Linked DNA regions of Pan troglodytes: region 1 is linked to region 2. A link is a contact called in public HiChIP or PLAC-seq data. All regions are on one chromosome and are shown on one strand. Each heading gives the region's core, a stretch centred on a gene start, on an enhancer-like site or on the middle of the called end of the contact. The rest is flanking DNA. Distances are from core to core; before and after follow the strand shown. Region 1 holds the start of ATRIP (ATR interacting protein). Region 2 holds the start of CDC25A (cell division cycle 25A).

Region 1 (5,609 bases), core at 2,550-5,049, 270 kb after region 2:
TTGAAGTCAGACGACTCAGGTTGGGATCCTGGCTTGTCACATACTTGAACAACACCTAACAATAAGACTTCTTTTTTGGCTGGGCATGGTGGCTCAAGACTGTAATCCCAGCACTTTGGGAGGCTGAGGTGGGTGGACCACTTGAGGTCTGGAGTTCGAGACCTGCCTGGCCAACATGGTGAAACCCCATCTCTACTAAAAATACAAAAATTAGCTGGGTATGGTGGCATGCGCCTTTAGTCCCAGCTACTCGGAAGGCTCATGCATGAAGAATCGCTTGAACCTGGGAGGCGGAGGCTGCAGTGAGCCAAAATTGCACCACCGCAGTCCAGCCTAGGTGACAAAGCAAGACTCCATCTCCCAAAAAAAAAAAAAAGGCTGGGGTCGGTGGCTCACACCTGTAATCCCATCATTTTGGGAATCTGAGTCAGGCAGATCACCTGAGGTCAGGAGTTCGAGACCAGCCTGACCAATATGGTGAAGCCCCGTCTCCACTAAAAATACAAAAATTAGCCAGGGCTTGTGGTCCCAGCTGCTCGGAAGGCTGAGACAGGAGAATTGCTTCAACCTGGGAGGCGGAGGTTGCAGTGAGCCGAGATCGTGCCACTGCACTGCAGCCTGGGCGACAGAGCAAGACTCCATCTCAAAAAAAAAAAAAAAGGACTTCTTTTTCTGTAAAATGGGTTGATATGGCATGAGGATTAAATAAGCCAATCTGTGAAGTATACAGAAGTGTAGATCTAGACCAGTGCACAGCCAGCCACTGCTTGTACTCCGTCTCATCCTCATTTTACCTTTACCTAGAACAGACAGTATCAGTGAAGCTGCTATCCATGCTTGTGTTAAAGTGAATGCCCAATACAAAAGCCAGGCTTTACTAAGGTCCACAGCAGGCCCGTGGGGCTTCTACCGTAAGAACTATATTTTTCCCTAATTGTGACTATTTTTCTTTTGCAGCCACAGGTGGAATTAAGAAATCTGGCAAAAAGTAAGCTGTTCCTTGTGCCTGAGGAGATGGTGACCCTTTATTTCATCTGTATTTAAACCTCTCTATTCCCTGCCATAACATCTTTTGCCACGTATAGCTGGAATTAAGTGTTGTCTTGGAGCTGTTGTACATTTAAGAATAAACTTTTGTAAAAAAAAAAAAAAAAAATCTTACAGTGGCTCATCATCTCTTTAGTTGTTTTCACTAAGTCATTCCTACCATAACTGTGAATTTAAAGTAAAACCAGCTCAGAATCTTGCCAGAGTCTGTTCTTTGGTCCTTGTTCTACCCTAAACTTTGTATCACCTGAAATTAAACCAACTCATTTGAAAGGATGGCGTTCTTGTGTGGTTGTATACCTGACAGAATACCTTACATGAGTTTAGTGGAAGAATTTGCACTTTTTTTTGGTGGGGGAGGGGGTGGAGTCTCACTCTCACCCAGGCTGGAGTGCAGTGGCATGATCTCTGCTCAATGCAACCTCCACCTCCCGGGTTCAAACTATTCTCCTGCTTTGGCCTCCCAAGTAGCTGTGGTTACAGGCACCCGCCACCATGCCTAGCTAATTTTTTGTATTTTTAGTAGAGAGGGGTTTCACCATGTTGGCCAGGCTGGTCTCAAGTGATCTGCCTCAACTCCTGACCTCAAGTGATCTGCCTGCTTCAGCCTCCCAAAGTGCTGGGATTACAGGCATGAGCCACTGTGCCTGACCAGAATTTGCTTTTAAAAGAAAACCCATCTTTATGTTGTCACATCCAAATTGCCGTATATTTTGATGAGACTTGTTCATCTGTTCATGTAAGGCGTCTGCTATATGCAGGCACTGGGGTATGTAACAGGGAACAGTTCCTGTGGAAGAGGCAGGGCAGGGCAAATTACATGATCCTTCAAGTTGCTAGCAGTGAAGTCCCCATGCGCACCAAACAGGTCCAGGGCAGCAGCTGCGGGAAGCCCCAGCCCACTTGCTGGTGGATGGAGGGGGTGCCAGTGCCAGGCAAGGGGTTGGGGGTGAGGCAAAATGGGGGCTCACTCTACCTCCTGCTGCCCAGGACTGGAGTCCCAGGCATACCTACCGCTTGCCCCTCACTAAATGCAAAGACAGAGACCATCCATAATGTGTGCTAAATGTTTTTAAACGCTTAGCTTGGTGTGATGGTGCACTTCTGTAGTCCCAGCCATTTGGGAGGCTGAGGTGGGAGGATCACTTGAGCCCAGGAGTTCGAGGCTGCAGTGAGCCAAGATCACACCACTGCACTCCAGCCTGGGAGACAGAACAAGACCCTGTATTTAAAAAAAAAAAATTAATTCAGAAGCACAAGTATTTGGATTTCCCTCCCAGGCCCTTAATACAATTATGTTAATAATGCTCAGCTTTCTCTCAGAATATTTTCAAAGAGAGCTCTGGAACCATTATGAGACTGCTAAATCAAAACTAGGTTTTAGAATATTGAAAACTTTCATGATTAATGTACTAGATATTAACGCGGGAGAGGGGGCAGGGGGAAGCCTGTGTTGGTCCTCTCCAGAAAGTTGCACAGCCAGTAGCACCCTTCAGTAGGCTTCAGGCATTCCCTATGGGGCCTTGCTAGCTGGCACCCAGCCGTATGCTGCTAAAACAAACCTGAGCACCAGTGATTCACACTTCCTGAAAGCAAGGTGCTTGGTGGAACCTATCCCTCTTTAACAAATGAACAGTCCTGTCTCTTTCCAGGACCAGAGTCCTGCAGCAATTAAGCATGCAACACTTGGGAAGCTATCTGACGGAGACTACCAGTTGCTCCAAAAAATTTTAAACTCCTTAGACATTACAGGCCCTGATAGCACTCTCTTTTTCATTTACTCTTTTCATTTAATGCTTTCACAAATATTCCCAGGACACTCACAGGTGAAGTTTGGCACTGAGCAGGTAAGGCTGAAAGAGTCTTGCTCCTGTTACTCTCCATTGCCAAATTCTCTATTGCGGCTAACTTCTGCACACCACAGCTGCCCAATAAAATCTGTCAGGCACGCAAGCCCACCTCAAATTGCTGCTCCTTTGTGAAGCTTTACCTCTGTTCGCCACAGGTAACTGTTACCTGGCCTTTGTGTGGCCTCCCTTTCAATGTAGAATTCTCGTGTTAGTCTTATGTGTCAGCCTCCTACCCCTCTATCCTGCTAACTTGACTCAACTTGTAGGACAGCCCAGGTGCCATTTACAGGGGGACTTCCTTGACCTCCTGAGCCCTATTCTATACAACCAGAGCTTAGGAAAAAAAACAGTCCAGCACTCAGAGGAATGGATGTTAACAGCCTGAGCAGCTCCCACCCCCTCCCACACAAGAACAGCTCCAAACATCATTCCTCCTTGGACTTTCCTCCTCCCTGGGCCTACCTCAAATGTACACATGTGAAACATTCACTAAACCCGAAGATGTCTGCACACGACAGCTCTATTCATACTCCTCACCCAACAAATTCCACTCTCCTCAAGAAAGCCTAGGGGTTTGTGGGAGGTGGGTCTGGCGGCAGAAGGAAAGCGAGGTCACGGAGACCACATCCCTGAATGATGCCTGGCTCGACTCAAACGCAACACGCGTGAATGCTAGGGCAGGCTGCTCCTGCGCGGCCCTCCTCCACGGAGTGCCAGGGAGGGAGCGCAAAGCCACCAGCGCGGCGGAGCTGGTGCGCCTCCGGCCCGCCTCTCCGGTAACGGGTCGCGCCGCACCGAGTCCTTGCAGCAAACCTGCCGAGTCCCGCCCGTGGACCTCTAAACACCGGGCGGGGCCGGGTGTGGCGGCGCGCTCGGACGTTCGTCATTCCTCCGCGCCCTCCGCCTGCCAGCTGATTGGCCCCTGGGCCGGGGGCGGGGCACTCGCTGCGGAGGCAAGCGGCGGCGCGCGGACGGTTGGTCTAGTTCTTCGGCCTGGCGGCAGGCAAGTCTAACTCGGCGCTGTCGGATACTTGGGGTGAGCGGAAAGCATGGCGGGGACCTCCGCGCCAGGCAGCAAGAGGCGGAGCGAGCCCCCGGCGCCTCGCCCCCGCCCGCCGCCGGGCACCGGGCACCCCCCGAGCAAGCGGGCCCGGGGCTTCTCCGCAGCCGCTGCCCCGGACCCTGACGACCCGTTCGGCGCGCATGGGGACTTCACTGCCGACGACCTGGAGGAGCTTGACACCCTCGCGTCACAGGCCCTGAGCCAATGTCCGGCCGCGGCTCGGGACGTGTCCAGTGAGTGCTCCTCGCGGCCTTTTGCTCGGAGGGAGTTGTCAACCGCGCCAGATCCCCTTGATGGCTGTGGCTTCGGAACCTCGCGGCCAGCACTGCCTTTTCGCCTTTTTAAAATATGGGAACACCCTGATTTAAGCAGCGGTTGTCTTCCAGAAGGTCCTTTGAATTTAGGGGGAAATGCATTAGCCAGGTCAAACAGCCGATTTGAAACACAGAAGGCTAAGTTGACATTTTACTTTATTTTCTAAAGTTTAGGCCACTTGGTTCTTGGTTCTAAGCAGAGATCCTTGGAACACACCTACCACCACCATCAGAACCATCACTACCCATGCATGGGGACCCATTCTTGTGACAAGTTTGAGCGGCTTTAGATCTTATGAAGCCCACTGTCTCCCTTGGGCAGTGTGAGCATGGGAGGAGCCTGACACAGGCAAGAGATGAAATAAATTTATTCTTTTATACAACCAGTAAACTGTGCTAGGTGCCCAAACGTGAGGAACTGCAGCTGACCTTACAATGAACAAAATACAAAAACTGTCCTTCATGGAGCTTACATTCTAGTTGAGGAGTGAGTGAAGTCTTGAGGACTCCCAGAAAGAGAAATGTTTTGAGTGCACCTTGCATCTGTACTTGGGTGTCTCAAGGCACCTTAAACTCAACACGATCATTTCCTGGAAACCCAGTCCTCCTCCAGCACTTCTAGCATGGTGCCGGCAAAGCAGACATTCAGAGAATGATGACCAGATGTTCCACAAGGAAGTAACTAGCACGACTCTCCATCCAGTGGCACAAAGGGACTCTTCCCCTTTCCTTGACTCTACATCTAATTTATTTGGAAAGCCTGTCAAGCTTACCTTCTTAATCCTTCTCTGGAATCTATCCTATTCACATTGCTTCTACCAACTGCCTGATCTGTGTTACCATGAGTCCTCCCTTGAACAATGGTCTGCTAAATTGGTTTCCCATTTCCAGTCTTGACTCCCTACAAGTGAGGCTTCACATCACATTCTGAGTGATCTTTTCAAAACTCAAATCTGGCTGTGTCTTACACAGATATACGTGAACACCTTTTTTTTTTTTTTTTTTGACGGAGTCTCACTCTGTCACCCAGGCTGAAGTGCAGTGGTGCCATCTTGGCTCACCACAGCCTCTACCTCCCAGGTTCAAGAGATTCTCTTGCCTCAACCTCCCGAGTAGCCTCAGCCTCCCAAGTAGCTGGGATTACTTGTGCCCGCCACCATGCCTGGCTAATTTTTGTATTTTTAGTAGAGACGGGGTTTCGCCATGTTGGCCAGGCTGGTCTCAAACTGCTGACCTCAGGTGATCCACCCGCCTTGGTCTCCCAAAGTGCTGAGATTACAGGCATGAGCCACCCGCACCCAGCCATGAACACCCCTAATGAAAGCCCTTTAATAA
Region 2 (6,229 bases), core at 2,375-4,874:
ATTAGATTGTCAAAAATGTCATGTTTGTACAAGTCTTAATATTTTCATAGTGTATTTACTGTTTTTTCTCCTATTTGCAAATAACATCAAGGGAAATAGGATTTGAGAAGAGGGTGAATAAAACTGATTCATATCATGATTGTTTGGTTATTCAGATAGAGGTGACCCAGATAACTTTCTGTGAGTTCCAACCATAGAAACAATAGGTACCAGATTTTCTTGGCATAGTTTTTAAACGTTTTACCTTGTCAAATCATATGAGGCTTGAAAAATACAACTACTGACCAGGCACAGTGGCTCACACCTGTGATTCCAATACTTTGGGAGGCTGAGGCAGGCGGATGGCTTGAGGCCACAAGTTCAAAACAAGCCTGGGGCAACATAGCGAGACTTGACTCTACCAAAATTAAAAAAAAAATTAGTTGGGTGTGGTGGCACATGTCTGTAGTCCCAGCTACTTGGGGAGGCTGGAGTGGGAGGTTCGCTTGAGCTCGGAAAGTTGAAGCTACAGTGAACCCTGATTGCCTGATTGTGCCACTGTACACCAGCCTGAGATCTGGAAAACAGAGCAAGACCCTGTCTCAAAAAAAAAAAAAAAAAAAAAAGGCCAGGTGCAGTGGCTCACCCCTGTAATCTCAGCACTTTGGGAGGTCGAAGTGCGTGGATCACCTGAGATCAGAAGTTTGAGACCCACACCTGTAATTCCAGCTACTAGGGAAGCTGAGGCAGAAGAATTCTCTAAATCTGGGAGGCAGAGGTTGCCTGGGTGACAGAGTTGAGACCTTGTCTCAAAATGAAAAAGAAAAATACAACTACTGGTCATGACATGCAAGGCAAGCACTTGCTGCCTTTAACAAAATGACACCAAGGTGTCCATCTCACAAAAGGCAGCAGGGTGAAGGAGACACTGTTCAGCATTACTTATATGCCAGCTCAGATGACGCAGACCCACCCACCCATAGCTCATGTGTCTATGCAGCCTTATGGAAAGTGAGGTGTTACAGCCCTTGCTCACCACACTGCTACAAGTGATAATCCTATCCCCAGTTCTATATTAAATTACATTCTACATACAGAAGGCTACATTACATTTTAAGACTTGCTCTTGCAGTTCCTTTAACCTAAAGGATCTTTGCACCAATGGTCTTATCTGTACAAATACAGATAAACTCTGCAGTAATATGAATTCATGAAGAATGAAATGCACTGGCAATTTCCTCCATAGCAGCATCACTGAAATGATTTCATGACACTGTACTTCCAATCATTTGACCCTGTATTTTAACCAGTAAGATTGCCTGAATGCCACTTACAGTGGTATGGTGAATTATACTTTACTACCCATCCTTCAAGGGCAAGCACACACCACCTCCTTATAGACATTTGAAACCTATTTCCTTTCTTCATAAACAGCCACAAGGGCTCCTTTATATTGTTCTCAATAATGTTTATCACCGGGCGCGGTGGCTCACGCTGTAATCCCAGCACTTTGGGAGGCCAAGGAAGGCTGATCACCTGAGGTTGTGAGTTCGAGACCAGGCTGACCAACATGAAGAAACCCTGTCTCTACTAAAAAATACAAAATTAGCCGGGTGTGGTGGTGCTGCCTGTAATCCCAGCTACTCGGGAGGCTGAGGCAGGAGAATCACTTGAACCCGGGAGGTGGAGGTTACAGTGAGCTGAGATCATGCCATTGCACTCCAGCCTGGGCGACAAGAGCGAAACTCCGTCTCAAAAAAAAAAAAAAAAAAAAAGTTTATCACCCAATGCCATGACTTCCTCAAGTTCTCACCAAAACTAACCTCCTGGGTGAAAAGGCATGTTTCAGGAAATTCAGAGTATTGCTCCCCACACAGCAGACTTAAATACCTGAATCTGTTGACTCGGACGAGCCCATTCTCTGCAGATTACTGTTGTTCTTCACCTCCAGTGGTTGCTCATAATCACTGAAACCAACAGAAATAAACCATGAATGATTTATAGGATATAATTAAAAGGTCACATGCAGGAGATAGGCCATGAGATTAAGAAGCAGCCAGGCTGCCAGAAACCATTTCTAGGCCACACCACAAGTGGCAAAGATCCCACTTTGCCACTCTGAACACCCAATTAGCACTTGGGCAAAGGAGAAAAAAGGAGTGGGTGGGCATGGCCTTGGACCACATTGCAGGTTATGATGGCTATGGCAAATGTTGGGGTATTTCCTAAAATAAAAGCATGTGTTCTAAGTACTGAGACAGAGTCGGGATGAAAGTTGAACAGGACACTTTGTGCTTTTCAGAAGTTGGGAAACGCACAAGACATGTGCTTAGCAAACGGGATGCCAGAGATTGAAGGGAAAGTAGCTCTTCCGCGGGAAACACCGTGGGATGCATTTTTTGCTATCAGGAAAAGCCCAGGAAGCTTTCTGAAAGTTGGGTAAAAAGACCTGGCCTTAGGAAAGCAGCAGAGTGGACATCAGGAATGTGCACAGGGCGAGGGACTGAGATGATTTTACATAAACGCCAGGAAAGAAAATGCCATGGTCCTTTGTTGAGAAGGAACAAAGATCACAGCAAACTAAGATCCTGAGGATGGTTTAGCAAAGGGTGAAAGTGAGTGCCTAGAAGAGCCTGATTTTCCCCGCGGGGGTAGATTCCAAAGAGCTTCCAGGGATAGAGATAGAAGGAGAGTACGGAGCAATCCGAAAGGGGTGAAGGTGGGCCTGGCTCGGGCTTAGGCCCGAGGATCTCCACCTCTTCCCCTGGGAGGTCCGGACGGCCTCTCCCGCCCAACATTCCGCCCAGGCGGGGGTGCACATGGCAGGCCCTAGCCCGGCTGTCCCCGAGCGGCGAACCCGGACGGACGGGTCTCGCCCTTCTCCCGGTCCGTTTCCTGGCCTGATCTCCCCGAGGCCGACACCGAGGCCAGGGGCCTGGAGCACCGCCCGCCGGTCTCTCCTTACCTGCCCAGCCCCTGCAGCTGGTCCATAGTGACGGTCAGGTTGGTGACAGGCGACAGTCCCCCGGCGGCTGAAGTGCCAAATAGCGCCTTCACGACGGGCTGCGACGCGGGAGGGGGGCTGCAGGCGAAGAGCAGGCGGCGGCGGTGCGGGGGCTCCGGGCCCAGTTCCATGGCGGCGCCCGGCCTCGCAGAGCTCCCGCTCCCTCTTCCTCTGCCTCCGCCGCGACCGCCCCGCCCCGCCGACACCGGCCTCGGCCGCGCGCCACCGGCGCCCGCGGGTCAAACACAAACACGACTCCGCGGTTCAGGGACGCGGCTGCCGCGGGCAAGCGGCGCGGCCGGGCGGGTGTGCGGACCCTCCAGGCGCCAGCCACCAGCCACAGGCACGGGTGCTTCCCTCTCACACCGCGAGGCCAGCGGGCGGGCGGGCGCCGGCAACCTTAAGATTAAATCCAAACAAACGTGGCGGGTCGGCAAGAGAAGGCGGGCGAGAGCCTCGAGGCAACGGCCCAGGCTCACGCTGTCTTCGCTGTTCTCCCACCCGCTTGCCCAGCTCCGGGTAGCAGAAAACCGAGCCGACCTACACCTCTTACCCAGGCTGTCGCAGCCAGGCCGGCCTTTCGCGGTAATAGCGGCTCAGTGGGGGCAGCTGCTGCCCCGCCCCCCTTTCCTAGTTGGCGCCAAACGGAATCCACCAATCAGTAAGCAACTTCTCCTCCTCGCAACCGAAAGGCAGCTAGGCTGGGCCAATGAGAGGGGAAGAAGAAAGCGGCTCGCGGGACTCTGCCAGGTCATCGGCTCTCAGAAGGGGGCGGAGCCCAGAGCAGAAGAGCGCGGATCAAAATGAGAGGGGGATCAGAGGTCAATGAAAACTCCCAGCAGAACCTGCGAGGCGCTGCTCGCGGCTGAAAGGCCCCTTTGCCCCGTCGCATGCTGGGAAGCGTAGTTCCCATCGCGAGCTGCCGTCCAGTTAGCTTCGGCCCCCGTTGGGCCTCCGCTACCTCGCCCCCAGCCGGGCGCCCCACACTCTGAGGCAATGTGGAGGCTAAGGAAGACCTGTGGAGGTCTGGCCGGATCCAGCCTTGGCTCGGCCTCTAACCGTGCAGTATTGTGGACCCCTTTCTTCTGCCCCGGGCCTCCAGGCCCCATTTTATAATGAGGGAGGGAATGCAATGACCCCCAGGACTGGACTCGACCACCAGGGCCCAACTCTGGAGGGCTCACAGACCCTGGGTGCTGCTGGCCTCATGGGATTTGAACCCCGCAGTACAACCTGTGCTGTGGGCCTCAGCATTTTTTGCTCACTTCCATTCTAGCCCTTATTGGATGCTCTTAGAATCATTTCTTTCTTTCCCACCACTTCTTAGCCCCCTGGGAGCTCCTAGAGAGAAATAACAGCAAACACAATAATAGCAAATAATAGCTAAAGTTTACATAATGCTTATGCACTTGACACTGTTCCCAGTGTGTTAATCTGTATTAATTCATTTAATCTTTACAACTCTGTGACATAGGAATTATCCCTATTTTCTAAGTGGGCATATTTACTTTTACAGCGCCGCACCTGTGGCAGCTCCTAGACGGATTTTGAGGGCCATAAGTGCATGATTTAATTGCAACCTACTGCTGGGCTTAGTGGCTCACGCCTATCATCCCAGCACTTTGGGAGGGCGAGGTGGGAGGATTGCCTGAGCCCACGAATTTGAGACCAGCCTGGGCAACAAAGTGAGACACCCCCTGCCCCCCACTCAAAAAAAAAAAAAAAAACCCTACAGTTTGAAAAGCCATGCTGGACAGGTGGAAACCCCAAACCTTTGGCCCCAACACCAGACCCTTCACAGTGAGGAACCTCTCTCTCAGGATTCATCTCCTTTTCTGTGCACCAGTGCTCCACCACCCAGGAACCTCCCTTCCCTCCAGAAACCCCAGGCTATTTAGGCCTCTCTGCACAGTTCACATGGTCTGTGGTCCCACTGTTTCAAATAGTTCTCTCTGTCGTATCTCTGAATACTTTCCTCTCCTCCTGTGTTTTATGTGGTTTTAATACTTGGCTCAACAGGCCGGGAGCGGTGGCTCACGCCTGTAATCCCAGCACTTTGGGAGACCGAGGCGGGCGGATCACGGGGTCAGGAGATCGAGACCATCCTGGCTAACATGGTGAAACCCCGGCTCTACTAAAAATACAAAAAATTACCGGGCGTGGTGGCGGGCGCCTGTAGTCCCAGCTACTCGGGAGGATGAGGCAGAAGAATGGCTGAACTCGGGAGGCGGAGCTTGCAGTGAGCCGAGACCTAGCCACTGCACTCCAGCCTGGGCAACAGAGCGAGACTCCCTCTCAAAAAACAAAAACAAAACTTGGCTCAACATTCCTGTTACTGCATTCATTCATTCAACATATGTTTATTCAAGGATTACTAGAACAAATTCAGTGCTTGAAATAATACCACAATCCCTGCTCTCAGGGAGCTCTGGTCCGCTGAGCATAAAGCTCCTTCTAATAATGGAATTATTACCATGAAAATAGCTGTGGTTTGTGGAGGGATGGTGGGCACCTAGAGGAGGGGCGGGGACTGGGGAAGGCAGTACGGTGGGGGGCACGTCCTAAAGGAGATTAAAGCTAAAGGTCAAGGTTGCTGGAGAAGGGGAGCTTGGGGCTGGGGGGAAGTGCTTTCTAAGGAAACGGCCCTCGGCAGCCAGGAGGTGAGGAGGAACGCCGTACTTGCCGGGAGCTACTCCTGAGTTGATCCAGTCGGTTCTAGAATGGGCACATGGGAGTGGCTGTGAGGGACAGTTCTTGAAAGGACTGGAGTTTGCTGAAGAGTTTGGCCTTATCCTGTGGACAGTGGAGGGTGTGTGATAACCGGATCAGATTTGCTTTAGGGTGGATCAGTGGAGGAGAGTGGGGAGGCCTGAGGAAAAAGGAGGTGGCTGTCCCAAAAGTCTGGGAGATTCTGAAGCAAGGTGGGGGCCTTAGAGACAAAGGAAGGGAATGATCCTGGCAGCCCTGAAGGAGGTAGATCTCATCAGATTTTGATAATTGAGAGTTAAGATTGTAGGGGGCTAGAGGGAAGGGAGGAGGCTAGAATGATTCTTAGGTAATGATTCAAGTACCTGGGTGGATGTAACATTTCAACAATTGGAGGCATACTTCTTGGAGGAATTTGATGAGCTCAGTTTTGTGCTGGTGGACTGGCTGGGGGGTGTAGTCAGGAGGCAGATTTGGTGTTGATTAGCATGAAGATGGTAATGCCCATTGAGGATGTACAAAGGGTTTTTAGGACCCTGG

Evidence for each region. HiChIP or PLAC-seq counts read pairs in DNA pulled down with a chosen protein or histone mark.
Region 1: a contact with region 2 is called in an H3K4me3 HiChIP or PLAC-seq map of stem cell-derived excitatory neurons, with 3 times the contacts expected there. The contact joins the promoter of ATRIP here to the promoter of CDC25A in region 2. A contact is called at or near these places in 1 of 7 Hi-C or Micro-C datasets (stem cell-derived neural progenitor cells) and 1 of 1 datasets of contacts at active chromatin or transcription factors (stem cell-derived excitatory neurons).

The regions. Positions count from the first base shown.
Region 1 is chr2:52,471,910-52,477,518 of NHGRI_mPanTro3-v2.0_pri, forward strand. It overlaps ATRIP (ATR interacting protein), which reads left to right and starts at 3,800. Exons shown (of 12, transcript XM_063805739.1): 1 at 3,800-3,900. It overlaps TMA7 (translation machinery associated 7 homolog), which reads left to right. Exons shown (of 4, transcript XR_002943114.3): 4 at 958-1,156.
Region 2 is chr2:52,205,723-52,211,951 of NHGRI_mPanTro3-v2.0_pri, forward strand. It overlaps CDC25A (cell division cycle 25A), which reads right to left and starts at 3,625. Exons shown (of 16, transcript XM_009445387.5): 1 at 3,537-3,625; 2 at 2,945-3,382; 3 at 1,870-1,946. The coding sequence starts at 3,114.